7 separate regions of the Mus musculus genome follow, and all the other regions are linked to region 2. Evidence: chromatin contacts called from public Hi-C, HiCAR-type, HiChIP or PLAC-seq and promoter capture Hi-C data. All regions are on one chromosome and are shown on one strand. The core of a region is the stretch at or near the end of the contact, and the rest is flanking DNA. Distances in the headings are between cores, read along the strand shown. Region 1 holds the start of Zfp809 (zinc finger protein 809). Region 2 holds the start of Dpy19l1 (dpy-19-like 1 (C. elegans)). Region 3 holds the start of 9530077C05Rik (RIKEN cDNA 9530077C05 gene). Region 4 holds the start of Ncapd3 (non-SMC condensin II complex, subunit D3). Region 5 holds the start of Acad8 (acyl-Coenzyme A dehydrogenase family, member 8). Region 6 holds the start of Anln (anillin, actin binding protein). Region 7 holds the start of Bbs9 (Bardet-Biedl syndrome 9 (human)).

What was found. Promoter capture Hi-C pulls out the DNA fragments that hold promoters and counts their contacts. A called contact is a pair of places that touch in the nucleus more often than the background predicts. HiCAR-type assays count read pairs that join an accessible place to other places. HiChIP or PLAC-seq counts read pairs in DNA pulled down with a chosen protein or histone mark. Capture Hi-C pulls out chosen DNA fragments and counts their contacts.
Region 1: a contact with region 2 is called in a promoter capture Hi-C map of liver, with 4 times the contacts expected there. The contact joins the promoter of Zfp809 here to the promoter of Dpy19l1 in region 2. A contact is called at or near these places in 2 of 39 promoter capture datasets (both in liver) and 1 of 115 datasets of contacts at active chromatin or transcription factors (astrocytes).
Region 3: an H3K4me3 HiChIP or PLAC-seq map of embryonic forebrain shows a contact between it and region 2, with 6 times the contacts expected there. The contact joins the promoter of 9530077C05Rik here to the promoter of Dpy19l1 in region 2. A contact is called at or near these places in 1 of 484 Hi-C or Micro-C datasets (muscle stem cells) and 2 of 115 datasets of contacts at active chromatin or transcription factors (astrocytes and embryonic forebrain).
Region 4: a Hi-C map of B cells shows a contact between it and region 2, with 8 read pairs. The contact joins the promoter of Ncapd3 here to the promoter of Dpy19l1 in region 2. A contact is called at or near these places in 3 of 39 promoter capture datasets (the C10 cell line, liver and pre-B cells), 5 of 484 Hi-C or Micro-C datasets (B cells, CD4 T cells, CD8 T cells and 2 more), 5 of 115 datasets of contacts at active chromatin or transcription factors (astrocytes, embryonic stem cells, large pre-B cells and 2 more) and 2 of 9 other capture datasets (adipose tissue and liver).
Region 5: a promoter capture Hi-C map of adipose tissue shows a contact between it and region 2, with 4 times the contacts expected there. The contact joins the promoter of Acad8 here to the promoter of Dpy19l1 in region 2. A contact is called at or near these places in 5 of 39 promoter capture datasets (the C10 cell line, hippocampal neurons, liver and 1 more), 1 of 484 Hi-C or Micro-C datasets (pre-B cells), 1 of 115 datasets of contacts at active chromatin or transcription factors (large pre-B cells) and 2 of 9 other capture datasets (adipose tissue and liver).
Region 6: a HiCAR-type map of astrocytes shows a contact between it and region 2, with 6 times the contacts expected there. The contact joins the promoter of Anln here to the promoter of Dpy19l1 in region 2.
Region 7: a contact with region 2 is called in a HiCAR-type map of astrocytes, with 12 times the contacts expected there. The contact joins the promoter of Bbs9 here to the promoter of Dpy19l1 in region 2. A contact is called at or near these places in 5 of 39 promoter capture datasets (embryonic stem cells, hippocampal neurons, liver and 1 more), 1 of 484 Hi-C or Micro-C datasets (muscle stem cells), 3 of 115 datasets of contacts at active chromatin or transcription factors (astrocytes, embryonic forebrain and fibro-adipogenic progenitors) and 1 of 9 other capture datasets (adipose tissue).

What each region holds. Positions count from the first base shown.
Region 1 is chr9:22,224,049-22,227,417 of GRCm38.p6, reverse strand. Zfp809 (zinc finger protein 809) reads right to left here and starts at 1,706. Exons shown (of 5, transcript NM_001164624.1): 1 at 1,586-1,706. The coding sequence starts at 1,588.
Region 2 is chr9:24,501,838-24,505,395 of GRCm38.p6, reverse strand. It overlaps Dpy19l1 (dpy-19-like 1 (C. elegans)), which reads left to right and starts at 2,256. Exons shown (of 23, transcript NM_001359948.1): 1 at 2,256-2,557. The coding sequence starts at 2,266. LOC115487153 (a long non-coding RNA gene) reads left to right here and starts at 2,863. Exons shown (of 2, transcript XR_003948106.1): 1 at 2,863-3,558.
Region 3 is chr9:22,409,759-22,412,969 of GRCm38.p6, reverse strand. It overlaps 9530077C05Rik (RIKEN cDNA 9530077C05 gene), which reads right to left and starts at 1,423. Exons shown (of 7, transcript NM_026739.3): 1 at 1,221-1,423. The coding sequence starts at 1,245.
Region 4 is chr9:27,028,138-27,031,749 of GRCm38.p6, reverse strand. Ncapd3 (non-SMC condensin II complex, subunit D3) reads right to left here and starts at 1,585. Exons shown (of 36, transcript NM_178113.4): 1 at 1,251-1,585; 2 at 920-1,127. The coding sequence starts at 980. Vps26b (VPS26 retromer complex component B) reads left to right here and starts at 1,656. Exons shown (of 6, transcript NM_178027.4): 1 at 1,656-2,351. The coding sequence starts at 2,129.
Region 5 is chr9:26,997,958-27,001,414 of GRCm38.p6, reverse strand. Acad8 (acyl-Coenzyme A dehydrogenase family, member 8) reads left to right here and starts at 1,866. Exons shown (of 11, transcript NM_025862.2): 1 at 1,866-2,021. The coding sequence starts at 1,919. It overlaps Thyn1 (thymocyte nuclear protein 1), which reads right to left and starts at 1,738. Exons shown (of 8, transcript NM_144543.2): 1 at 1,650-1,738; 2 at 1,359-1,464. The coding sequence starts at 1,401.
Region 6 is chr9:22,387,853-22,391,159 of GRCm38.p6, reverse strand. Anln (anillin, actin binding protein) reads left to right here and starts at 1,954. Exons shown (of 24, transcript NM_028390.3): 1 at 1,954-2,190. The coding sequence starts at 2,173. It also overlaps a transcript of 9530077C05Rik not described here.
Region 7 is chr9:22,474,002-22,477,489 of GRCm38.p6, reverse strand. It overlaps Bbs9 (Bardet-Biedl syndrome 9 (human)), which reads right to left and starts at 1,775. Exons shown (of 23, transcript NM_001360259.1): 1 at 1,435-1,775.

The sequences.
Region 1 (3,369 bases), core at 457-2,956, 2.3 Mb after region 2:
TGGAACAGTCTTTAGTTGGGAGGGTTCGAACTCTAGGGTGAGGAGTTCAGGAATGCATTCTGGGGTGAAGAGTTCAGGAGTGTTCTGGGAACAATCTCTAGATGGGAGGGGTCGGGCTCTGGGGTGAGGAAGAGTTCAGTAATTTTTTTATCTTTATTCTTCAGAAGAAGAGGGGAATGAAAGGAAATTAAATAAAATAAAAGGTTTAAACTAAAAAGGCCTGGGACTGAGACTGCAAAGAAAACTAGCCCGGGCATGCCCGAGTCCGTCTTGAAGCTAGGTCTCCCAGGTCTCCCGGTCGTAAAGAAAGGGAGGGAATAGGAACTGCTTCTGACGATCTTGGCTGACTCTTTGACCATCTGGCAGCCCGGCGCCTCCTGCTTGCCCCCCTTTCTATAGAGAGCATAGTTAAAAGCTGAAACATTAACCAGATGCATTGTCGACTCTGATAAGCCCCCGGCTTTAGAATTCTTATACGCCCCGGTACTACTCTGCTCACTACCGCGCCAATTCTTCCTAGACCCTACCCTATCAAAACCCTGAGTTTTTGAGTCTCAGGGTCGATTCCTCTGTCTCCTGAGTGAGATACGTATTGATTGACCCGGAGCTCGGCCATTAAAGCTGCCTCAAGAAGGTCTCTCATGTTTCTTTGGGTGACCCCGCGACCTGAGACTTGAGTGGGGGGCTCCTTCTTGGGGTCCTACAAGATGGCTCAGCGATTAAGAGCACTGACTGCTCTTCCAAAGGTCCCGAGTTCAAATCCCAGCAACCACATGGTGGCTCACAACCATCCGTAACGAGGTCTGACGCCCTCTTCTGGTGTGTCTGAAGATAACTACAGTGTACTTACATATAATAAATAAATAAATAAATCTTAAAAAAAAAAAAAAAAAAAAAAGAGCAACTCAGGGCCTGAAGAGATCTCACAGTCATACTGCTTCCCCCTTGCCTTCTGCTCCTCGGTACCACGTCACAGTCTGCACCACACACATCCAATGCGTGGCTATTCCTGTACCTCAGCAATTTTAAGATTAAGTCTATCAGATACTTTAAAACTACTGTTTAGGACAAGGAACTGAATTTTTATCTTCCCCACTTCCTCCAATTAATGCGCAAAAATATTTAATCCTCGGGGATCCTTTCAGACCCACTAGTCTCTCATCCATCCTAAGGATGGGTTCTATCAACATCTCCCAAGTCTATAAAGTTCCTGATTGGTGACAGCCAGGACACTGACAGGCCTATCCCAGAGTGACAGACAGATGGAGAGTCACCCCTACTAGACCCAGCTCCCTGCACCCAGCTTCCGAGAGTTTCCAGACAGGGCGCAGAGTTCCCCATCCCAACCTTGCAGGTAAACGGAAGCCCAGAGTTCCTAGTGTGACACCGGCGCTGAAGCGACCCAGCGGTCAGGCATTCCTGTCTCTTGCCTGTGGGTGGCAGAGCTGTGCAGGGCGTTGCAGCCAGCTCGAGTCCCCACGCATGGTCGGGGCGCGATAGGACGCTCCGGGGTGCCCTGAGCCCGCCCAGCCCCCATCCCACAGCCATCCACACCGGCTCCACAGGGACGCCGCGCCGAGCTCACCATGATGGGACTGGGAGCGTCCTGTGACTCGGTCTCCGCCACCAGCACAACTTCCCGCAACGGACGCCTGGGGACCACAGGACCCAAGATGGCAGGCTCAGACCTCCTCTGAACTTTCTAAATCCACCCCACTTCCTCATTTCAGAGCGGTCCTGTCACAGGGCCTGAGTGACAGTCAAAGTCACCAATCGATGACGGAAGGCGGGGCGTAGCAAAGGGCATAAGGCTGTCTGATCATACGGAAAGTCTTAGCGGACAGAAAAACGGTATCACAATAATTTATTTTAATTCCCGTGAAGTTTTCTTACTGTGATGTGATGTATGTGTCTCTGTGTGTGTCTCTGTGTTTCTCTGTGTGTGTGTGTGGCGCGGGGGGTGGGTGGGGGGTGCTGACCTGTGGATAAATGATAAGATTAAGCAACTCTGACCCAACCCAGACCGACTCTGACAAAACACATACCAGAAAAAAAAAAAAAAAAAAAAAAAAAAAAAAAGTGCTGGCTGAAGGCTACCTGGGCCCTCTGGGGAACGAAGGTACTCTCCAAGGATGACCCGATATCACCCAGCCAACCAGACAAAAGGTCTAGCCATCCATCACCAAGTGCCTAGAAGCTGTTACTGTAATCTGCCCTCTAAAAAAAAAAAAAAATGTATACGGTGCTTGTAAGCTAGAACCGGGATCGCCCCCTGTCTCTTGCTTGAGAGACTGCTGAAGATCGATCCCTGCGCACCAGAAAAAATAAACATAGATCTTGTCTCACTTGGGGTCTTCCAGCAGGTAAAGCCCCTCTGGGGCTTTACATGAGAAGCATTTTTTTTTTTTTTTTTTTGGTTTTTTTCGAGACAGGGTTTCTCTGTGTAGCCCTGACTGTCCTGGAATTCACTTTGTAGACCAGGCTGACTTGGAACTCAGAAATCCACCTGCCTCTGCCTCCTGAGTGCTGGGATTAAAGGCATGAGCCGCCACGCCCCGCTGAGAAGCAATTTTTTTCTTTTCTTTTTTTCTTTTCTTTTCTTTTTTTTTTTTTAAGATTTATTTATTATTATATCTAAGTACATTGTAGTTGTCTTTAGATGCACCAGAAGAGGGCGTCAGATCTCATTAAGAATGGTTGTGAGCCACCATGTGGTTGCTGGGGTTTGACCTCAGGACCTTTTGGAAGAACAGTCAGTGCTCTTAACCACTGAGCCATCTCTCCAGCCCGAGAAGCAATTTTTAACACAAAATTTAAAACAGTACTGCAAAACTTTTTTATTAAAACCACGGCTAATGCTCAGAGTAATGAGTTGCATTATGGCCCTTTCATGCAGATGTGTAATTATACTGTTTTCATTCATTCTGTATTAACATTCAGAGTATAATAACCAAATAGAAGACCAACAACATTTTAAATCTGTCATGTTGTAATATCCCAAATTAACGTGTAAGCCCCACCTGCCTGGGGACCAGGTACCTTCCTGGAATGCTGTAAGCTGTAGTTCCTGGAAAATAAGGAAACCCCATGGCAAAGAAAGTAGAGGGTAGCCTATGGGTTTTGTCTTTACAAACTCCTATAGCACGTGACCCTGGCCTATAGCACGTGACCCGGGCCCACTTTCAGCTGGGAAATTACAGGAAATAAGTGGTTCTAACCAAAGTCCATCTCTTGGTCAATATTTAATAAAGTTTACTTCAAATTTGGCTCAAAATGGTGGAGTTTGGGTTTTTTTCTGGTGAATCTCAGCATTAGTAATGTAGGAAAATTTAAAGGCTTGTATAATGTGCCCCACATATGCGTATTACC
Region 2 (3,558 bases), core at 1,007-3,506:
TTCAAAAGGTGAAGGGTGTGAAGAGGAGAGTCGTGCCAGGCATCAGAGCAGGGATTCCAACCTGGGTCTAGAAGAAACAAAAAATGAAACCAAAAAACAAAACCCAAAACTCAAACCAAGCACCATCCCCCTACCCCCACAGTTCACACTTCCCTTACTTGAGGTTTCCTGAGGGTGCATCACAGGAGAGGAATTAAGATCTACCGGGTCTGCCCCACCCATAAGTAGTCCTTTTCTAAGTCAACTGAGCAAATTTTCAGCCATGTTCTGAGCTTGGGTCAAAGCTGCAGCTAAAGATGACTACTAGAGAGATTTGGTTTCTTCCAGAAACTCAGGTCATGTGGAGAATGTTCAAGAGCTAGGAACATCATGTTTGATTATGCTGTTTCCTGTACTCATCCATTCATTTACTGAACAAGAAAATCATCTAACAGAATTGTACCAATTAATCAGTCGCCCCTCCCCCACCACAAGTTTTCCCCCACAGAGCCCAGAAAGCACTAGGAAACTTTTTTCTTTTTGTACACACTTTTAATTTTTCTCATACAGTATATTTTGATCATTTTTCCTCTCCCTAATTTTTCCCAGAACCTCCCTATCATTCAACTTCTTACCTCCCAAATCTTTTTAAAATACCACTCAAAAGCACAAAAATGAAACCTGGAACAAGCAAAAGATCAGTACAACAACAACAAAAATGTCAAAGTAAAACAAAAACTCCACAAACAACATAACCACAGAGTTCGTTTTTTTGTGTGTTAGCCAACTACTGGTGGGCCCAAGGACTGCCCTGGATTGTGGGTGATATAACCAGTGACACTCCATGGAAAAACTGATTGGGAAGCATGCCCCACATCTCAGGGACAAGCAATCCAATACTGTAGCTCCGTGTGTCTTCTAATTAATAAGTATGCTAGTGATGAAATTACTGTTATTGTCTTTGGCAGACACTGAAGTAAATTTCTTTTAATCTGGTAGGTTATAAATTTAGTATCAACCCTAGAAATAACACTCTATCAACCTGATACCTTATTTCACAATATAAGCCCCTGTATGACACTGTCAATCATTTTTTTAAATAGAGGTGTCTTAAACAGTTGTTCCTTGTTTTCAATACATAACTTAATAATCAAACTCAGGAAACTTACAAAGTGTAATATAGCGGTGAGTCCTTTAACAAAATCCATTCTTTGTGCCTGAGTTAATGAATGCTCATATTAATAAAGTCGTGAGCAATAGAAGCCAGAGCCTCCTGAAACCCCTGTAATTACTGTGGAGAAAAGTGAAACGATGTGCCTTGATTTCCAGCATCCAGACTTTTTGGAACAAGCTCATTTGGACAGGAGCCAAGAAATAAGTCTCGCTGCTGCAATTCTCCAAGGCTTTGTGCAAATAGCAATGGGCTGGAGGCAAGGAAGGTTAACTTGGAACATATTCTTTTTTTTTTTTTTTCTTTTTTCTTTCCCTGGGCTTCTTCATTAACTCCTACATCCTGCTATGAGAAAATTCGTTTTCAAGTGTCACATCTTTTAGCCGGTTTCCATACTTTCAGTATACATGAGGTAAAAGTAACACGTGGATAACCTTCCCTGACAGGCCCTTTTCATTTATGACTTGAGTTTGGGTTCCTACCCAGGCCTTCAGATTACATCCTCGCTCCGACCTACCGGACACTTATTTGAATACTCGGTCCACTCCCTGCTTCTCATCCTTGAACCAGAAACCTGGCTGTTCTGAGTGGCGAGGTCACACTTTTACCCCGTTAGTTTCTTGCACAAGCCTAATGCACAGAAACCCCGGAGTGTACCCACGGCGCCGTTCCGTGGCCACTAGGTTCCCGCCCCGCGCCACGCCGCCTCACAGCCAGATCCCCGGTTCCCGAGGGCGCACTGCCGCTTCCGGGAGGTCGTCCACGCTACTCCCCTGGCCGCCGGTCCCGCCCCGCTGGTAGCCCGCGCGTGCGCGCTTGGCCGCTGGAGCGCGCCCGGGCGCGCGCGCCGGAGGGGCGGGGCCGCGCCGCTCGCAGTTTGTCCCCGCCTCCGCCCCGCGGCGTTCCGTTGTCGCCCTGGCAACCCGAGAGCGGCAACGGCGGAGGCGCGGGAGTCCGGCGCCGCCTCTCGGCCGCCACGCGGTAGGCAGCGGCCACACGGCCCGCGCTGTCCCCGCCTCCCGGCCCGCCCTCGCCGGCCAGAGTGAGCGACCGCCAGTCCGCGGATCCCGGCCGCCGTCCGGGCGCGCGCAGCTAGCGGGCGCGACTATGCCAAGATGGTCCTGCAGGCGCGGAGCAAGCACCGGGACGCGGCTCCCAGGCCGCCCCGGTCGGCCCGCTCGTCGCCGCCGCCACTGAGCGGGGCATCCGAGGTGGACGCCGGGGAGCTGGGGTCGGAGCGCACGCCGCCGTCGCCGGGGCGCAGGGGCGCGGCGGGCAGGAAGGGACCCCGCGCAGGGACCGCCGCGCCCGCCCCGGACGGCCTCGCGGGCCGCCTGGCGGCCGGGCTGCACTGGGCGCTGGGCCTGCGGCGCGGGCGCGGCCGGACCTGGAGCACGCTGCTGCTAGGTGAGCCAGTTAGCAGCCCTCTCTGACTTTTCCCGGGACGCTCCTGCCTCCTCCCTACTCCTCCCCGCTCCTTCCGGGGCTCAGCTCCACACATCCTCTGCCCCGCGGTCCGCCCGGGCTTTTAAAAACATGGCCCCGAGATCAACAGCTGCTCGGCTGGCCGCGGGCGGGCTGGTCCGCGCCGAGGAGACTGGATTCTGCCTGCATCCACAGTCCACTCTTTACCCCTGGCCCAGCCGCTACTTCGGAGGATGGTTTGCTTGGTGATGCGAGCGATTCCTGGAGCTCGAAATACCCAGGTTTCCTGACTTAGAAAGTTGCCAAACTTATAATTAAATTTTAGCGTGCTTTTTCCCTTCTTGGCCGCAAACACTGAGGGTGGCACTTCGTGGTTCTGTCACTTTTCAGGCTGCGTCGTGTTTTGGATGCCCAAGCTTTAACCTTGCCTGCTGGCATCTCTTTACCTTCTTCCATGCACCAAATGGATGGGATGTAACTTGTGCCTAGAAGAAATAAAGTTGAGGCATTTACGTGTGGACTATCTTCTGGGTTCGTTTTCTGTGACTTTGTCGGATAAGGCAAGTTTATAGAAGTTGGATTAATAGGCCTAATTTTAACAAGCCCTTCATAAGGATTCTGTGATATTTTTGCCACGATGGGATTTAGTTGTTGAATTATGTAGTGATATTTTCTTACTATCTTTTCCCTGTTGCTTAATGACCTCTAAGAGTTTGGGGTGCTTGAAGTTTGGGGTTTAGACAGACAATACAGCAAAATCAGCCTTCCTGTGGGGCCAGCCTCTTCTGCAGCTGTATAGTTATTGAAAGCCAGTCATGGCTGTGTGTTTGTGGGTTCAAGAAGGCTGGCATCGTTACTAGGATTTTTTTTTTTTAAATACTTGGGTCAAGATTTGGCAAATTCATTATTTTCATCATTCCCTCCTTCAGCAGCTAGCTTGAGAACATGGCAAGTGTACAGGTTAAATCCACCTTGGGGAGGCA
Region 3 (3,211 bases), core at 174-2,673, 2.1 Mb after region 2:
AGTAAGCAAGTATCCCATCAGCCCGACTACGCAGCTGCATGCACACGGACCACTGAGTCATCCTCATATTTGCCACTCTTCTGCCAGGCTTGATGTTTTAAAGCAACGTTTTGACATTGTATTGTTTTGGGAGTTTTGTTTGTTTGTTTTTAGAGACAGGGTATCAGTGGCTGGTCTGGAACTTCTGTAGACCAGGCTGACTAAGCTCACCTGCGTCTGCCTCTGATAATGTGTTTTAAGGTGAAAGAGTTATATCTACATCAAATCACAATTTTAAAAAGCCTAATGCCAATTTAAGTGGCCTCTAAGATCTTGGCTTTTATAACTGCATGTCTCCTGTCAACATAACAGTGGAATAGTCTGTAGGTTATCGCAATCGCACAACAGTAGGTTCTGTGTTTTATAACACTGAACAGCAAACAGTGTAAAAAAATTAAGATGAGAAAGTAGTTTCACTTAAAAATAATTTAGTTTTTCAGTTTAAAAAGTTCTGCAATAACATATAATGAAAGGAGTTTCAAAGTACCATAATGAAACCTCTTACTTTGTATGCTAACTTAAAGAATGGTTTTAGCTATTGATGTCCATATCTTAGCACTGGGGAGACTGAGGCAGGAGGGTCAGGGGTTCAAAACAACTAATTTGGAAAATTGGTCTACTGGGTACTGCAATAGCCTGAAGCTAAAAGTTCTAGGCTTATTTTTGACTCTACTGTGGGAATTAGCTATTTCCCTTTATTCCGTTGTTTTGGTATCTGTCCTGCAGAAATGTTTTCATGCAGAATCAAATGCTAGGAAAATGACTCTGGAACTGTTTAATATTATTAAAGATTTAAATAGGGCTAATATGCATATCTATTCAAAAATGAAAGACAAACTTTCCAACCTTGGATCTAAACACCTGCTCTTATTAATAACATCAATTCAAAATGTTTGCTAATAAATGCAAACAAAAATACACAACATACACTGAAATGTAGAGATGTGTTTTCACAGCTGATTTTTTTTTTTTCTGAACATTCTAGAAAATATAACACCTTACTACACACCTAAAATGCTCTGGAATCGTATTGGACTCTACACTCTCTAGATTGCACAGCTCTTGCCCCTCACCTCTGCTGGGCTAGGGCTGTGCGACTGCACCTGGTCTTCCGAGTCCCAGACCCAACGGTCTCCACCCGCTGCAGCCGCGCCACTTGGGCCAGCAGTGCCTACACTCACCCGTTACGCGAATAGACTCCAGCATCGTCCCGCCAAGGCCAAGGCCAAGGCCGGCGGGCCGCACCGACGAAAACTCCCGTAAGGCAGCTCGAGACCAGATGGGGCAGGACTGGCAGCGCAAGGTGGAGGACCACGTCTTACCCAGAGGCTGGAAAGCGCTCTGGCGGTTCCACCTAGTCTCAGAGCTAAGAACCCGCCACGGTGACGTCGCTGCAACCCCGTTGCTAGGAGACGATCCTGCCTTCTTCCCGCACTCCACGCCACCAAACATGCTCGCCGCTGGAGGCGCTCCTGCGACTGACACCCTGCTCGTAGGGAGAGAAGGGAAGCGAACTACAACTCCCAGCGTGCACAACGCGGACCCGTGCAAGGAGCTGGTCCGCAGAGGCTGGGGTGTTTGTGTGGGGAGGTCGGGATCTGTATGAGGCTCAAAGGGCTTCATTTCATGATGGTAGAGGGAAATAGAAATGGTGTAATAATTCTGAGTTTTAGTTGACCAGAGCAAATTCAGACCCCTGACCTTCCAGCTAATTTACATGGTATGAAATAAATAGGGCGATTTTAGAAGAAAAAAATGGCCAGGTATGGTGGCACACTCCTGTTATCCAAACACTTGAGATGTGCAGCAAAGATGATCAGGGGTTCAAGACCATCATTGCTATATAGTGAATTTTGAGACCATCTTGACTATACAAGAATGTCTAAAAAAAAAAAAAGAATAAAATAAATAAATGCAATATTTAATTTAAAAAGGAGATCTGGAGAAATGGCTCAGCAGTTAAGAACACTGACTACTTTACAGAGGACTTGGGTTTGTTTCCTCATGGCAGCTCACAACTACATGTAACTCCACTTCGAGAGCACCCCATCCCTCTGGCTCTCCCCAGGCCCATACTCGCAAACACTCATGAAATACACACAATTTTTTTTAAACTGAATTGAAAAAGGAAACAGACTGTGGGTGTAGCTCAGATGGTGAAGGGCTCTCTTTAGCATTCAGAGACCCCTGAATTTAATCCCCAGTACTATACAAACCTGGCCTGGTGGTACACATCTCTAATTCCAGCATTCAGGAGGTAGAAGCAGGAGGATCAAGATGTTCCAATTCCTCTATAAGCTTGAAGCCACCCTATATTATATCTATATTATATTATGTATATATCTGAGGTTGCATAAAGGGGTTTTGAGAGGGAGAAGTTGATAGTGAATAATTAAATCATAAATTTACTTTAAATCTATTATTTGTATATATAGAATTTTACCATTTTAGAATATGAAAGCTAATTTCACACTGAGATGGATGTGCTTGTTTATTTTTACATAAATAATCTCAGCTGAATATTTAATAATGCAGGGCACAGAGTATCTTCAACACAGTTCTGTGCGTGTGTGTGTGTGTGTGTGTGTGTGTGTGTGTGTAAGCACTTGTATGCCTTGATTTATGTGTGGAGGTCAGAGGACAACTTGCAGGAGTCAGTTCTCTCCTTCCACCAAATGGGTTCTGGGAATGGAACTCAGGTCGTCAGCTTGGTGGTAGGTGCCTTTACTGCTGAGCCATCTCACCAGCCTGCATCTTCCACATTTTTCAGAGGTGATTTTTCTCTTTCACTTTTATAGTTGTCAATGCTGAGAGTACCATTTTACATAAGCTCACAGGATAAACTCACAGAAGTATGCTTAGTGATTTTCAGAATGTTGGAAATTCTGTCCTAATCCCAAGACAAGGTTCATTTCAATCAAGAAAGAAAACTGGAATCAGCACATCCTTTGGCAGGGACACAAGCTTCATGTAGGCTGACCTAGTACTCACTACACAGCTGAGGAGAACTTTGAACTCCTGACCCTCCTCTCTCCTCAGCCACTTAAGTGCTGGGATTACAGGAGTATACAACCTCACACAGCTTTTAAAAAATTGTTCTTAAAGATTATTTTAAAAATTTAATGTGGTCTTTAAAAAATTATTTGTGGGTAGAGTGTTTCCTTTCATGTGT
Region 4 (3,612 bases), core at 336-2,835, 2.5 Mb before region 2:
GGAGGAAAGGGTTTATTCAGCCTAAATTTCCACACTGCTGTTCATCACCAAAGGAAGTCAGGACTGGAACCCAAGCAAGTCAAAAAGCAGGAGCTGATGCAGAGGCCATGGAGGGATGTTCTTTACTGGCTTGCTTCTCCTGGCTTGCTCAGCCTGCTCTCTTATAGAACCAAGACTACCAGCCCAGAGATGACACCACCCATAAGGGGACCTCCCCACTTTATCACTAATTGAGAAAATGCCTTACAATTGGATCTCATGGAGGCATTTTCCCAACTGAGACTCCTTTCTCTGTGATAACTCCAGCCTGTGTCAAGCTGACACACAAAACCAGCCGGTACAAGAACCATCTAGCTGAATTTATGATCACAAATTCTAAGAAAAAAAAAATCAACCTGAACATTGAGATTGTCTGTTTAAAACCACCTGGGGAATAGACTTAGGACTCCAGCAAGACTAGGTAGAACAAAGGTGACAGATGGAGATAACTGAGGCACTAGCACTATTAAAGGCCAATTATTAGCTTTTCATGTTGCTGCTGCTATTGTTATTATCACTGAGACACTCCTATTATTATTGTTTTATTATTATTATTATTGAGACTGGTTTAAATTCATTTGTGTGGCCCAGGATGGTCTTGAACTCATGGCAATCCTCCAGCCTCGACCTCCCGCATGCTAGAACAGTTTAGCTCTCTTTTCTACCAATTACTCGTCTGGACTCAGATCCCACCGTAAGTTTGGCTGGCCTTCACCCGGGCAGATTGTCACAATCCTGGGGCTCACGGTCAGTGCAGAGACCAGGGCTTCCCCTTCCCCCACCCCTACCCCTACCCTCACCGAGACGCAAGCTTGGATACATTAGGCGGAACAAAACACCCCAAGCCCCGAACCCAGAACCCGCGGCTGCGTTTCCTCACCGAGGCTGAGACCCAGCGGACACCAAGGCTGCAAGTTTTCTCCAAGATCCTGCAGCGCCATTCCGACCGTGGACGTACCGGCTCGCCGTCGCTCCCGCGCGCGCTCTGAGACGTTTTGGCGGACCAGTCACAACGTTCGGGATTTACAATCGACCAATCACCGCGCTGAGCCGTGTTCGTAACCCAAGCCAATGGGCTGGGTCGCCCACTGCGTGCGCATAAGTGGGCGGGGCAAAGACTGGAAGTTAAACAAGGCTAGCGAGGACTTTTTCTTTTTCCCTTAGCATTCCAGTTAATGTTGGGGTCAGGACGTCACTAGTGTTTTTCTTACCGTCATATCGTTCTTACACGGCAGGGAACCTAGAGGCCAGCGGGGACAGCATACTTCCTGTAGTAGCGGTCACATTTGCCCCTTCCGGTGACACTGAGCGTGCATGGGAAAGGCACCTCATCCCGTCAGACAGCACGCAAGCGTTGCTCGTATTCAAATGTGAAGAGTAGCCTGGCGTTTATCAGGCTAAGAAGGAAGAGAAATGCAACCGGAATATTACAAGGAGGCACTTGCAGTGCTAGGACTTGACGGAACATCTGGGCCCGAGTTCTACTGGAGAGAGGCCAGAGCCGCCATGTAAACAAAGCGCCCTTTGGCACTGCACATGCGCAGATGAGCGCACCCCTTGACGGCCTGGAGGGGGTAGGGAAAGCGAGGGGGGGGGGGGGGAGAGAAGACGTGCGCGTGCGCGTGGCATCATCTTCGCATCCGGGCCGGAGTTCTCCTGCCCCTTCCCCCGCCCGGCGCCGCCGTAGCACTTCGGTGCGTTACGCCGCGGGAGTCCAGGCAGTTCTGTGTGTGCGGCTGGGCGCTGGACCCCACCCGGTGGGCGACGAGACGCGCGTGCTTGGCGCCTTTCCTCCCAGGGCCCTAGTCGCTGCACCGCCAGGATCTGCGTTGGTACTGTGTCTGGCCTCTCGGTGCATCGCTGCTCTGGGCGCCGCAACCCGCAGCCGACCTCCTTCCTCCGCCCTGCCTCACCCCAGGGGCGCAGGCCATCGGCGATCGCCCACCGCCCAGCTCAGAGCGAGCGGGGCTGCGGTGCAGCGTCCAGCGCGTTCCCGCAGCCGGCCCTCCGGCCTGCCTTCCCCGAAGGCAGCTCGCGCCTGGGAGGGAGGGAGCAGTCTGTGCCGACACCGGCGCGGCCAGGCGGGGAGATGAGCTTCTTCGGCTTCGGGCAGAGCGTGGAGGTGGAAATCTTGCTGAATGATGCGGAGAGTAGGAAGCGAGCGGAGCACAAGACTGAGGACGGGAAGAAGGAGAAATATTTCCTCTTCTACGACGGGGAAACCGTCTCGGGGAAAGTGAGCCTATCACTGAAGAACCCCAACAAGCGACTAGAGCACCAGGGCATCAAGATCGAGTTCATTGGGCAGATCGGTGAGTCTATTCCCTGGGACCTTCCCAAAACCGGGACGTCAGCCTGCCCCTGGACTCGAGTGTGGGACGGGCTGGGAGCAGAGATTTTCAGTGCCCAGCTCCTGCGAGGCCTGCGACAGGTTCTTTTCAACTGTAATCTAAAGCCTGAGATTCACCCACGAGTCCCGCCCGTGGGCGACTCCCCCATGCATTCATTACCTTCTTCCGTGCCAAAAGTGACAGCGTGCTGCTGGGGAGGTGGGGACAGCCTAGATAGGGTAGGGAGCCCTCTGCTGTATGGTCGGATGCTCACCTGGTGCTTGGATATCCCCATTGTCTCTGCAGTATGCTTCCAGCTTTGCTTCTAGTAACCGGGATTTCATAGTGTGGTAGACAGTATCCTGCAGGTGGGTTTGACAGCTACAGCTGTCAGATCCAATCCAAAGTTAAGCAGTGACCCCACCCACCTATCCATCATCCCTCCTCCCCCTTTAAAATACAGTGCAGTGGACCGGGCTCATAAATTCCGTCTATCTATCTCACCTCCATTCTGTATTACATTGCATGTGCATGTTTTGAATACCTGTAACCTGCCTCTTTCTGACTGCCTCTATTTCTCAAACTTCCTTAGTACCATGCTGGTATTTAGTTGTCTGATTTTCTCCTTAAAGTCAAAGAAGTGATGCTGCAAAGACTATAATTAAATGATCAAAAATTTGCAGTGCTCAATAGTCACCTTCAAATATTGTTAGTTCTAATAGAACTAGATAGACAAGGGAAGGCGGTAAAACAAAATATTTGGGGAGCCAGGTGAGAGGTGAGTTTGGTGGCACATGCCTTAAATTGCAGCACTTGGGAGGCTGAGACAGGTAGATCTCTGAGTTGAAGGCCAGCCTGGTTCACATAGTGAGTTCTAGGCCAGCTGCCATTGCATAGTGAGACCCTGTTTCAAAATAAAACAAAACCCCACGAAGATTTGGGGAGCTGCCCATCATGACTGGCTTGTCACCCAGTCTAAGTATTTGGAGTCTTTTGTGTCATCAAAGTGCTTGGGTACTTCAAAAAATAAAACATTCGTATCATGAAGTCACCAGTAGGTTGTGCCCTGTGGATAATGAACACCAATCAGAAAATCCCTACCCTGTATCCCCTACTGCACATATGGACACTGATTTTAGCCACTTGCTTGGGACAGCTTGCTAAGTTCACATGCTAAGAGTTGAGCATACATCTCATCTGTTTGTTCCCTTTTGCCAGGGCATCCCCTCACACAGTCGTGCCT
Region 5 (3,457 bases), core at 617-3,116, 2.5 Mb before region 2:
AAACCACAGGAAAAAATTTCAAAGAGAATGAAGCCAAATTAGAGTTTAAGATTTTAAGCCGGGCGTGTTGGCTCATGGCAGAACTTTAGAGCCTGAGACTCCTTGGAGCCTTGCTACAAATTCAAGGCCAGACTAGGCTACAGGCTCACAACAGGAAAGGGGCTTAACATAAAATTGAGCAAGCATTAAGAGGCCAGACATTGTGTCAGTAGGTAAAGGCACTTCCAAGCCAAAAGACCTGACTTTATCCCCTCAGGCACATATGATAAAAGAATCCCCTCCACGGCACCAGCATCAGGGCCAGGGCACACACATGTAAAACCTGATAAAACACAAGATAAGGACCACAGAGAAGCCCTAGAGCATTAGGCTTGTAAGCATAGCTGCAATAAGTTTCTTAACAGCTATGTCTAGCATTTTGGTAGCCTCTGAAGTCACATTGTTCAGGAAATTTAAGGGTAAGTCTAAATGGTTTTGGTGATGTAAGAAACCTATAACCAAAGCACTTGGGAGTGGGGACAGAAAGATCAGGAATTCAGGTCATCCTCAGATGCTTAGCAATTCCAAATTGACAGGCTGATAAGATAAAGACCTAGGAAAAGAAAACTGTGTGTGTGAAAGGTGGGGTCTCCTGTGGTCCAGGCTGGCCTCAAACTCTACACGTAGTCAAGGAAGATCTTGAATCCTGATCTCCCTCTGATTTCTAGCTTTCAGCTTTTTTACATTTCACATGAAATCATGCATGCCTTTCTGTGCCTGGCTTATTGCATTCAATGATAAAAGCAAAGGGTTGGCGAGGTGGCTTAGTTGGAAAAGGCATTTTTTTTTTTTTTTCAAAGCCTAAGGACCTGAGTTCAATCCCTGAGATTCGCACAGTGGAATCGGGGGATTGATTCCTTCAAGTTATCCTCTGATCAGTGTGTGTGTGTGTTCCCACATACTGTACAAAAGTAAATAAATGTAATTTTTAAAGAAGTCTCTTTTCACCTATGCTGTCAAGGTTACACACACACACACACACACACACACACACACACTTTGGAGAGAGGGCCCTGCTTATGTAGTACTCATGTAGTACCAGGCTGGTCTTAAACCCAAGGCAATTCTACAGCCTCAGTCTCCCACATGCGTGGGCCACCACAGTTCCGTATATGTATGCAGTGCTTCATTGCACTATTCTTTGATTGGACAAATAAGTGGAAGGGACTGAAAGTGGAAGTTCTGGCAGAAAGAGTAAAGAAGACGATAAGCAACAACCCCCAAAGTCTCCAAACCAGGGAGTGGAAAAAGGAAATAAAGCACGCCCTACAAGACCACGTTCTTTACCTGCTGCCTTTTGCAGCGTCGGTTCAACTCACCTGGACCAGCAGTCCCAGTCTGCCTCTTGCGGGGTCTCGGCATGGCCTCTCTGTAGGAGGCTGAAGCTAACCGGACGGGTAAGAAACAGCTCTTGTCTTCTAAAACCTGCATGGTGCAAGATGGAGGCAAGAAAGCATACAGGGCCTGGGACTTATGAAGAAAAGTCATGATTAAACCATTCTAATCCCTCTCTCGTTATCTGCGCCCTTTCCTTCTCTCCTAATCTACCTCTAAACTCTCCTGAGTCCCTCCCTAATTCGGCTTTACCCACCACCATTCATTCAACGCACCACCCAAACGCCTTGAAGCACTGCCAGGCTAATCTTCTGGGAGCCTTGAGGCGACTGGCGTGCCCGGACAGGCTTAGTAGAAGACGCGTCTCAGAGGCGCCGCCCCCACGATCTCTGGGAACTGTAGTTTCAGAACGCCAGTAGTCCTATTGGAGCCCGCGCTTCAAGGGCTTAATGGACTACAACTCCCAGAGTATCAGGGGGGCGGGGCGGGAACGGCTAGTTCTGGCCTGGGCTAAGAGGCCTGGGGTCTGAGATTCGAAGTTTACATGGCGATGTTGCGGTCCGGATACAGGCGCTTTGGCTGTCTGCGCGCGGCACTCAAGTCCCTGGCTCAGACCCACCACCGGAGCATCACCTTCTGCATCGATCGTAAGGCTCATCTAGGCGAGGGGAGAGTGGGTCTTCGGTGGGCATCTGTGCCCGCCCGAGTTCCCAGCGCTTTGGTGGCTCTCGGGCTTCGCCTGACACCGATCCCTCTCGGGTCCCTTGACGGACTCACTTCATCCTCTGACTCTGCCCGTCTGGGACCCACTTCTCTCTCCCCGACCAGTCCTGTTTCACGAACTGGCTTCCTCCCATAACTCAGGATCTACTCTCGGGACCAGCTCTTAATGGTCCCTGTGACCAGCGCTCAGTCCAGTCCAGTTGCCTGTCCCCCGACCCCGCCAATGCTTTTCAAAGACGAAGGAACGTGTGACTTTGGCAATAGATTTCCAAGGTAGAAAGAGCTAAGTATATGAGCGCTGGTAGAGATAGTTGAAAAGCTCCAGGTTATACCGTATGTTTTGCTCACAAGTATAGATTTCGTAAAAACACTCATACTGTAGAAACTGCTGCAGGAAAAAGAAAGATAACCGCAATTGAGAAACCCTATCTGAGATTACAAACTGATTGTTTAAAAACCTGGCAGAAAACTTGCATGTAACTGGGAGTGTTTGCCACCCATGCAAACCAAGCCAAATATTTAGATTTGTCAATCACTTTAAATACCAAACTAAAAACCAGAACCACCTTTTCTTCTGAAACAGTTTTTAAAATAATTCTAAATTTTATTTTAAATAAGAATCTATTATTTATGGCCTTATGGCTTTGAAAATTGAGAACAGAGTTATAAAGTACATGGAGGCATAGACTGGTTTTTTGTTTGTTTGTTTTTGTTTTGTTTTTTGTAGAAAACCAGTTTTAAGAGTTACTGCCCTACTTAGGCACCTAAAATTGGGTAAACAAAGTAGCGTGGTTTGGTACTAAAGTTAGGAAAGAGTCTGTCCCAGTAACAGATTTACGTTATTGATTGTTGTTTTGACCTGGGCAACTAAGATGTGTGAGACAGGCTTTATTTGTGCAACTGTGACACTTCTGGAGCTAGCTTTGTAGACCAGGCTGGCCTTAAACTCAGGAGAGATCACTGGTGCCTATCTCCCAAGCCTTGGCTGTACCACCAGAGTTCAGCTTGCTCTCTTTCACTGTTTTTAACGAAGTGTTGGAGTTGGGGATCTAGCTCAGTCAGCTTGAATGCTTGCCTAATGTTTTCATTCATGCAGCCCTGGGTTCCAACCCCAGTATTGACTCGGCCTGCCAGACCTGCCATGGCATATGACTCTAATTCCAGCACTTGTGATGAGGAGGCTGGAGGATCAGGGTCCAGCCTCAAGTTACATACAAAGATGAAGGCCAACCTGGACTACATGAGATCCTGTCTTAACAACAAAAAATTATTTTTGAGTTGTTCAAGATACTTTTCTACTTGTAGATTTGTGTGCCACGATAGTGGGTGGGCTGGGGTGCTTAGCTGTGTAGTAAGCATT
Region 6 (3,307 bases), core at 705-3,204, 2.1 Mb after region 2:
ATATGTAAGTACACTGTAGCTATCTTCAGGCGCACCAGAGAGGGCATCAGATCTCATTATGGGTGGTTGTGAGCCACCATGTGGTTGCTGGGATTTGAACTTTGAACCTTTGGAAGAGTAGTCGGGTGCTCTTACCCACTGAGCCATCTCACCAGCCTGATTTTTTTTTTTTAAATGAGAAAAGTTATTCCAGCTTATAAGCTTAAGAAAGAACTGCTATGGGTCAGAGACTCACACAGAAATGTTAGGAGACAACTGCAGTGGTCTAGGGGTGTGCTCTTGAATCTGTAGCATGGCTTCTGGGATAGACCAGCTTCATACATGGGAGCTATTGTACTGGTGGGTGCTGCTATCCTTATTACCACTATGATCAAGACATTAATGAAAGGTCAACGCTACAGGGCGTGGTAGTAGGAAAAAAAACCTACAAGTTTAGAGTAGCAATACTGCTTTATCCATGCTAGCTAGAATCAAATTGTTTACAATGAAACCAAGGATTACAGAGGCAACAGCCCGAAGGCACAACGGCTACATAAATTTCCAATGACTCATTCCCAAGACTGACCTACACAGCCACACCCCAAGTACCCACACCCCTTTTCCTGTTCAGTGCTTGAAAAAAAATTCAGGCATCCGTTCCCTTTGGTTTATAGGTAGCAAATTCTAACAACCCCACACACCACACACTTAAACAAAGCTCCTTCCATTTTCTATCATTTCACAGCTCCAAGGCACCAAGGAAATTTATTATTCTTGTTATACTGTGGTCCCAAGGATCTGAATTCTTAGAAGTTGCTCTTAAAGAAGTTCTTATTCCATGCCCCAAATTCAGTTTATTACAATCTATACATTTTTAAATTCTTTATTACTTAGAAAAACATCATTAATTTATTTCCTGTGTGTGTGTGTGCAGGTCAGAGGACAATTTGCTGGAACTGGTTCTGGGTCTAGAATTCAGGTCCCAAGACTTGGTAGCAAGCGCCCTCATAGCTAGCATGTGCTCTGTCGCTGGCCCCAAGCTTCCTATTTTTATTTAGCTTTGATTCTGGACTTGACCCTTCAACACTTTCAGTTTTTCTGTTCAATAAGCACAGTTGATCCTGTTATGGACTCATTTAGGACACAGAGACTCAACCATAAACCTTGCTACCATACATCTGTTTTACACAATCTCGTAAGGACTTTAGCTCTCACAGCACCAACCTAGGCACAGAGATTTTGGTGCTTTGTCGACCTTTTGACGTATAAAGGCAAACAGTTCTACTACCAGAGGTTTGGCAACCCATCTTTTTAGACACATTCTTGGAAAGCCTAGCAGAATGTCAAATGGTAAGACACTGTGAGGGTCTCCAAAAGACCCTCCCAGGAAGAGGAAAAGGAAAGTCAGATTAAAAGTTACTCGTGCAATAGTTTGTCCTGCTTTCTGCCTGTTAAACGGGAACTTTTATTAAATATGGACTTTCCGATTGTCCCTTCTCTCAAAGTGTTCTCACTGCTGGCTTTGGGTAGTTGACTGGGATTTAAAACCGAAGGGTCTGTTACTGTCATCTCTTTTCCCCACCAAACAAAGAACTAGTCACTGGCTGAGAGTGTGGGGACCCGCCAGAGTGGTCTCTCAGGAGGTCAAGCTGGCTGTCTAGTCCCACTTCTGGTGGCAGGATCAGGCCCAAAGGCCAGAGGGCCGGACCGGGTTCGTAAGGCCCACGGAGGAAGAAGGCAGGGCGGCGGGAGCTGACAGAGTCAGGAAGGGACCCGCTACGGCGTGCGTGGGTGCGTGCGGGATGGCAGGGCCCTCTCCCTAGGCAGTTCAACGGCAGAACCGTCTCCACCCAAGCGGAGGAGAGAGAGCAGTGCTCGCAGCTCCGGACCAGTCCCAACTTGGCCGCATCACGTGACCTAGCTCAGGGGCGGGGGCAAGCGGCCCGCCCGGCCCCGCCCACCCCGCGCGCATGCGTGTCGTCCGGGGCGCTGAAATTCAAATTTTGAACGGCCGTGGTAGCCTACCGACTCCGTGGGTGCGGAGGGCAGAGCCGACTGGGTGTGAGAGCGCCCGCCGCCTCGACTGCAGTCCTCCTCCAGGAGCTGCGCCGAGCCTGCACTCACTTCTTTCCTCTTCCTGAGTTTGAACCGTCGGACCCACCGTCTAGCCGTCCACTGGTGAGGCCTGGGGCGATGGACCCGTTTACCGAGGTGAGAGACTCTGCGGGCGCTGTGAACCATGACCCCTGCCGACTCCGGGACCCCCGCCCGCGCTGTCAGCCTGCGGCCAGCGTGGCGCGTGCGCACAGCGAGCGTGCAGCCGGACGGAAGCCGCGGGGTCGCAGCCGCCCCGGCTTCGCTGCTCCGTCCCTGGCTCTGGGGAAGGCAGGGCCTCAAAAACCCCATGCAAACCCCGAGCTCTGTAGTCGTTTAGCCTTCCTCCACTCCCCCAAGTGCTGGCTCGGGGTGTGAGCGCCTGGGCGCTCTGGCTTGAGCCTGCCCCCCCGGCTCCCGGGACTTAAAGCACGCTTCCCTCCATCCTTCATCCGTCTTGCTGTGACCCGGGAGAGTGCCGCTCAGGGGCCTAGTGGGACAAGCCCTGCCCTAAAGCTGGAATAGTTGGCAGGGTGGAGTCGGCCCAGTGACTCGTACTGTGTGCTTGGAATCTGATGGAAGTGATAAAGGACTTCACAGGCCCAGAGGAGCTTGAGCGCTTAAGAATCCTGTGATGAAACCACCGAAGTCTAAATGAGCAGGTGCTTTAGCCTGGCGTCCTTCATAAGTCACGGCTCTACTAACTTTAGAAAGAAAGTCTCATGCACAGGGTTGATACTGGTTGAAAGGAAACAGGGCTTATAGTTACCTCAGCGTGTACAAAACAAAATTATAAGTGTATGCTGTAGGGTTGGTACACCTCAGTGTTTATGTAGCGTATCATTTCAACAATGCTTTCCTCATCTCTTCCTTGGAAATAAGGTCTAGATTCCGTTGTTAATCTTATTATTTATGCCTAGTTTTAGCTTCACGTTGCAGCTGTACACCGACATTCAGGATTGCGTGTTGCTGTTGGCCCATTCTTTTATTGCAGGACAGTTCCTCTTTTTCTTTTGCTTCAAGCTGTTCTTTAAATTTCAAGACTTGTGAGTTTTGTAAAGTGGGCATACAGTGTTTCTGTACTACATTGAAAAATGTCGTAGAGGATAGTAATAATTTATTTTGGGTAGTGTAGTTAACAATTCCATAAGCTAAGCCCAAGATACTAGTTAAGGATTTCAACAATTAAAGATTTCAACTTGACAGTTATGCTGCCCCACACACCCTGTGCTCC
Region 7 (3,488 bases), core at 526-3,025, 2.0 Mb after region 2:
GGATTGGAGTGTTCAGTGGTACACATGTACACACATACACTCTGAGCAAGGAGACATCCTATGTATCTGAAAGGCATAAAACTGTACAGTACTGGTAGTAGATTTTTTTCTTCCTGCAAAGAGCCTTTCAATCAAGAAGCTATACCATAGGACCAGTGAGATGGCTTGGCAAACAAAGATGCTTGCTGCCAAGCCTGACCGGACCCACATGGTGCCAGAGAACTGACTCTTGCAAGTTGTCCTCTAACCTCCACACCTTCACTGTGGTACCCATGCCCAACAACATACATGCACTGAAATATTAAAATATTAAAATCTAATCAACTTTTAAAACTATAGCATAAACATAAGTGGGAGGTATAACCACAACCAATATACATAATTTTTAAATCCCTAAACTCTTACAAATAACTTGTAAATGGTTTTCAAAATAAAGTCTCTTGTTCTTAATTCTTATAACATTCTAACCCATCACCAAAGAAAAGACAAAACCCAATCTCAATTATTGCTAATAAGTTACTTCTTGTCTCTTGGAATGTTAGCAAACAGTAATACATTCCATGGTGGTACACACCTGTAATAACAACATTTGGGAACCTGAGGCAAGATATGCTTAAAGATGGCCTAGGATATACAGAAAGTTCCAGGCCTGTTTTGGGCCACATTATAAATTTTTAAAAATAAGAGAAAGGAAGAAAAGATAAAAACCCCACTTTCTCTCCAGTATCTTTCAATTTGTGTGTATAAAGTGAGATGTATGTATATATGTGTACACATTAGACACAATTTGATGTTTAAAGACAATGTGAGATACCAAAAAATAATCTATACGTTTATACAGAAAAATCAAAGGCAAATGCAGACCTTGCTTGGGAGGAGCTGCTGATAAAATCAGCTTAGTCCATCTAAACTGCTGTGGTCTGCAAAGGAAAGAGAAAGGATAACCATTAATCCTATTGCAGGCAGCACTGGAGAGCATCAACATGCTCCCACTTCAGCCGCAGACTGAGCAGCGATTTGACGCTCTGCTCACAAGACCTGTTGAAATGTCACAGGAGAAAGAAGCTCTTACTCCACGTGACTGCTACATGGACTCCTTAAAAATCACTCCCCGCTCAAAGGTGTTTATAGGATCTACCCACGCCGTGTTAGCGGTTTGTTTGAATGCAAGCCTCCTTTCTAATTAAGAGATCATCCTACATCTCCCGAACCATTACATGGCATTGAGCGTTAGTCCTGTTGACCAAGCATAGCCAATGCATTTATACATCCGAGATTAATTTCTGGGATATTTCTTACCTGATGCCAACAAGTGGGCTTTGACTCGCCTTGCTACGAACCCACTATCCACAGACTTCCCTCCGGATGAGAATCCAGTGCTGGAACAGAAGTAACAGCCGTGCAAGGAAAAACAACACTTAACACCACTAGTACCTCTTGGTCTTGTTTGTGTTCGAAGTTTTCCACGTTCCCAAGCAGACAGAATCCTGCCAAGCAGCAACACAAGCTCCGCGGAGGTGAAGTGAGTCCCAAGATCCCCTGCACCCTCTTGTCATCCCCCAGAGACAAGCAGGGGAGACGACATGGATCCCTCGGAAGCCACAAGTGACAAGAGAGAAAAACTCCAAGTCCGGATGCTCACAGAGAGGATGAAACCACCAGGGAGACTGTAAGAGGGGTGAGGCTGCAAGACAACAGCCTGCGGAAGACACCTCCCCACTCCAGCCTGAATCCAAACCGCCTTCGCCCTGTTGTCATAGCATTTTACAACGGAGGCTACTGCGCAAGTCAGACGCGGGACCGCAGGGCTTGCTGGGTGTTGTAGTCCGAGCGGCTGAGCGCGAGCTGTGGGGATGATTTCCCGTGTCGCCCGTATGGAGTAGAGTGGCTACGGGGCGGGGTAGGGCTGGGCGCCTCAGAACCACCTAAGCAGGCCTGTCCCTCAGGGTATCGGCGGCGGAAGTCCCGCCCCTGTGGGGGTTCTCGTGCCACAGACCACGCCCTCCTGTGCTTAGGTGTTATCCTAGTGTCTAGGCCTGAGCATGTAAATGGTTTACCTGTTTGAATCCGTTTTCTTTCTTTCCTTGGCCTAACTGCTGTAGCCAAGATTTCAAGCACCGTATTGAATAACAGTGAAGTGTAGACCCCCTTGTTTCATTACTTGTTTAGAAAACATATCTACAGTTTCTCCCATGTAGTATATATAGGTTATAGGTTAATTTATATAGTCTAGATGGCTAATCTTTGTTGTCAACCTGATACACCTAGAAAGAGGTGACCTCAACTGAAAATTCCCTCCGTTTAGTTAACCGGTTGGCAAGTCTGAGAGCATTTTCTTGATTGCTTAGTGATGTGGGAGAGCCCAGCCCACTGTGGGCTAGGCTGATGGGTCTGGGCATATAAGAAAGAGAACCAGAGAGCAGCTGTCCTCCACAGTACCCACTTCAGCCACTGCCCTGTTTGGGTTCCAGAATTGACTTCCTAACCAGTGGACTGTAACCTGTAAGATGAAAAAGGCACAATATGTTCTCCACGCCATTTTTGGTCATGGTACTTATCAAAGCATCAGAAAGCAAGCTGCTGCAGCTCCGTGGCGTTGGGGTATGGCCACTATTTTCTTCAGGCCTTTTATCATAATAGAATATTAAATTTTGTCAAAGGCCTTTTCAGTGTGTACTGAGACGACCATGCGATTTCTCTCCCCGAATCTTTCTGTATTGAATTACATTTATTGTTGGACTGTCCTGGCATGCCTCGAATGAAGCAGAGTTTGTTCACCCTATATTTTTTATTTTTTTTAGAAATATGATATTAAATTATGTGTATTTCTGGGAAATTTCTACATAATAGTTTTTTTGTTGTTGTTGTTTGGTTTTGTTATTTTGTTTTTTTTTTTGTTTGTTTGTTTGTTTTTTTAGTTTGGTTTTGGTCTTGGTTGGTTGATTGCTGTGCTCTTACCAAGTTTTTGGTATCAGAATGAAGTTAGCGTTATAAGATGAATTTGCAAGTGTTCTTTCCAGTTCTATTTCATGAGGAAATTTGTTTCTTTTATTTATTATATCTGTGCATATGAGGGTTTGGCCTGCATGAATGTAAATGCACCATGTGCATGCCTTGTGCTTACAGAGGGCAGCCCAGTGCTTCTGGAGAGCAGAAAAGAACACTATATTCCCTTGAACTTGAGTTACAGACCACTGTGCACCTACACACACATGCTGAGAATGGAACTCAGGTCTTACGGAAGAGCTTTATTTGCTATTAACCATGGAGACATCTCTCCAGCCACCTATTTTATGGGAATTTTATTTTATGTTAATTTTTAACATCTGATTGAATGACAGAGTGTGCTCCTCTAGTTTGGAGGTTTGTTTATTCCAGAGACTGCTCCTGCTCCCATGCCCTTGCCTATTACTGGTCAGCTCCAGCTGTGTACAACTCCAGCTGTGTACACCCTCCTGATGGAACTTTGATCATGTGATTCTAGAGAA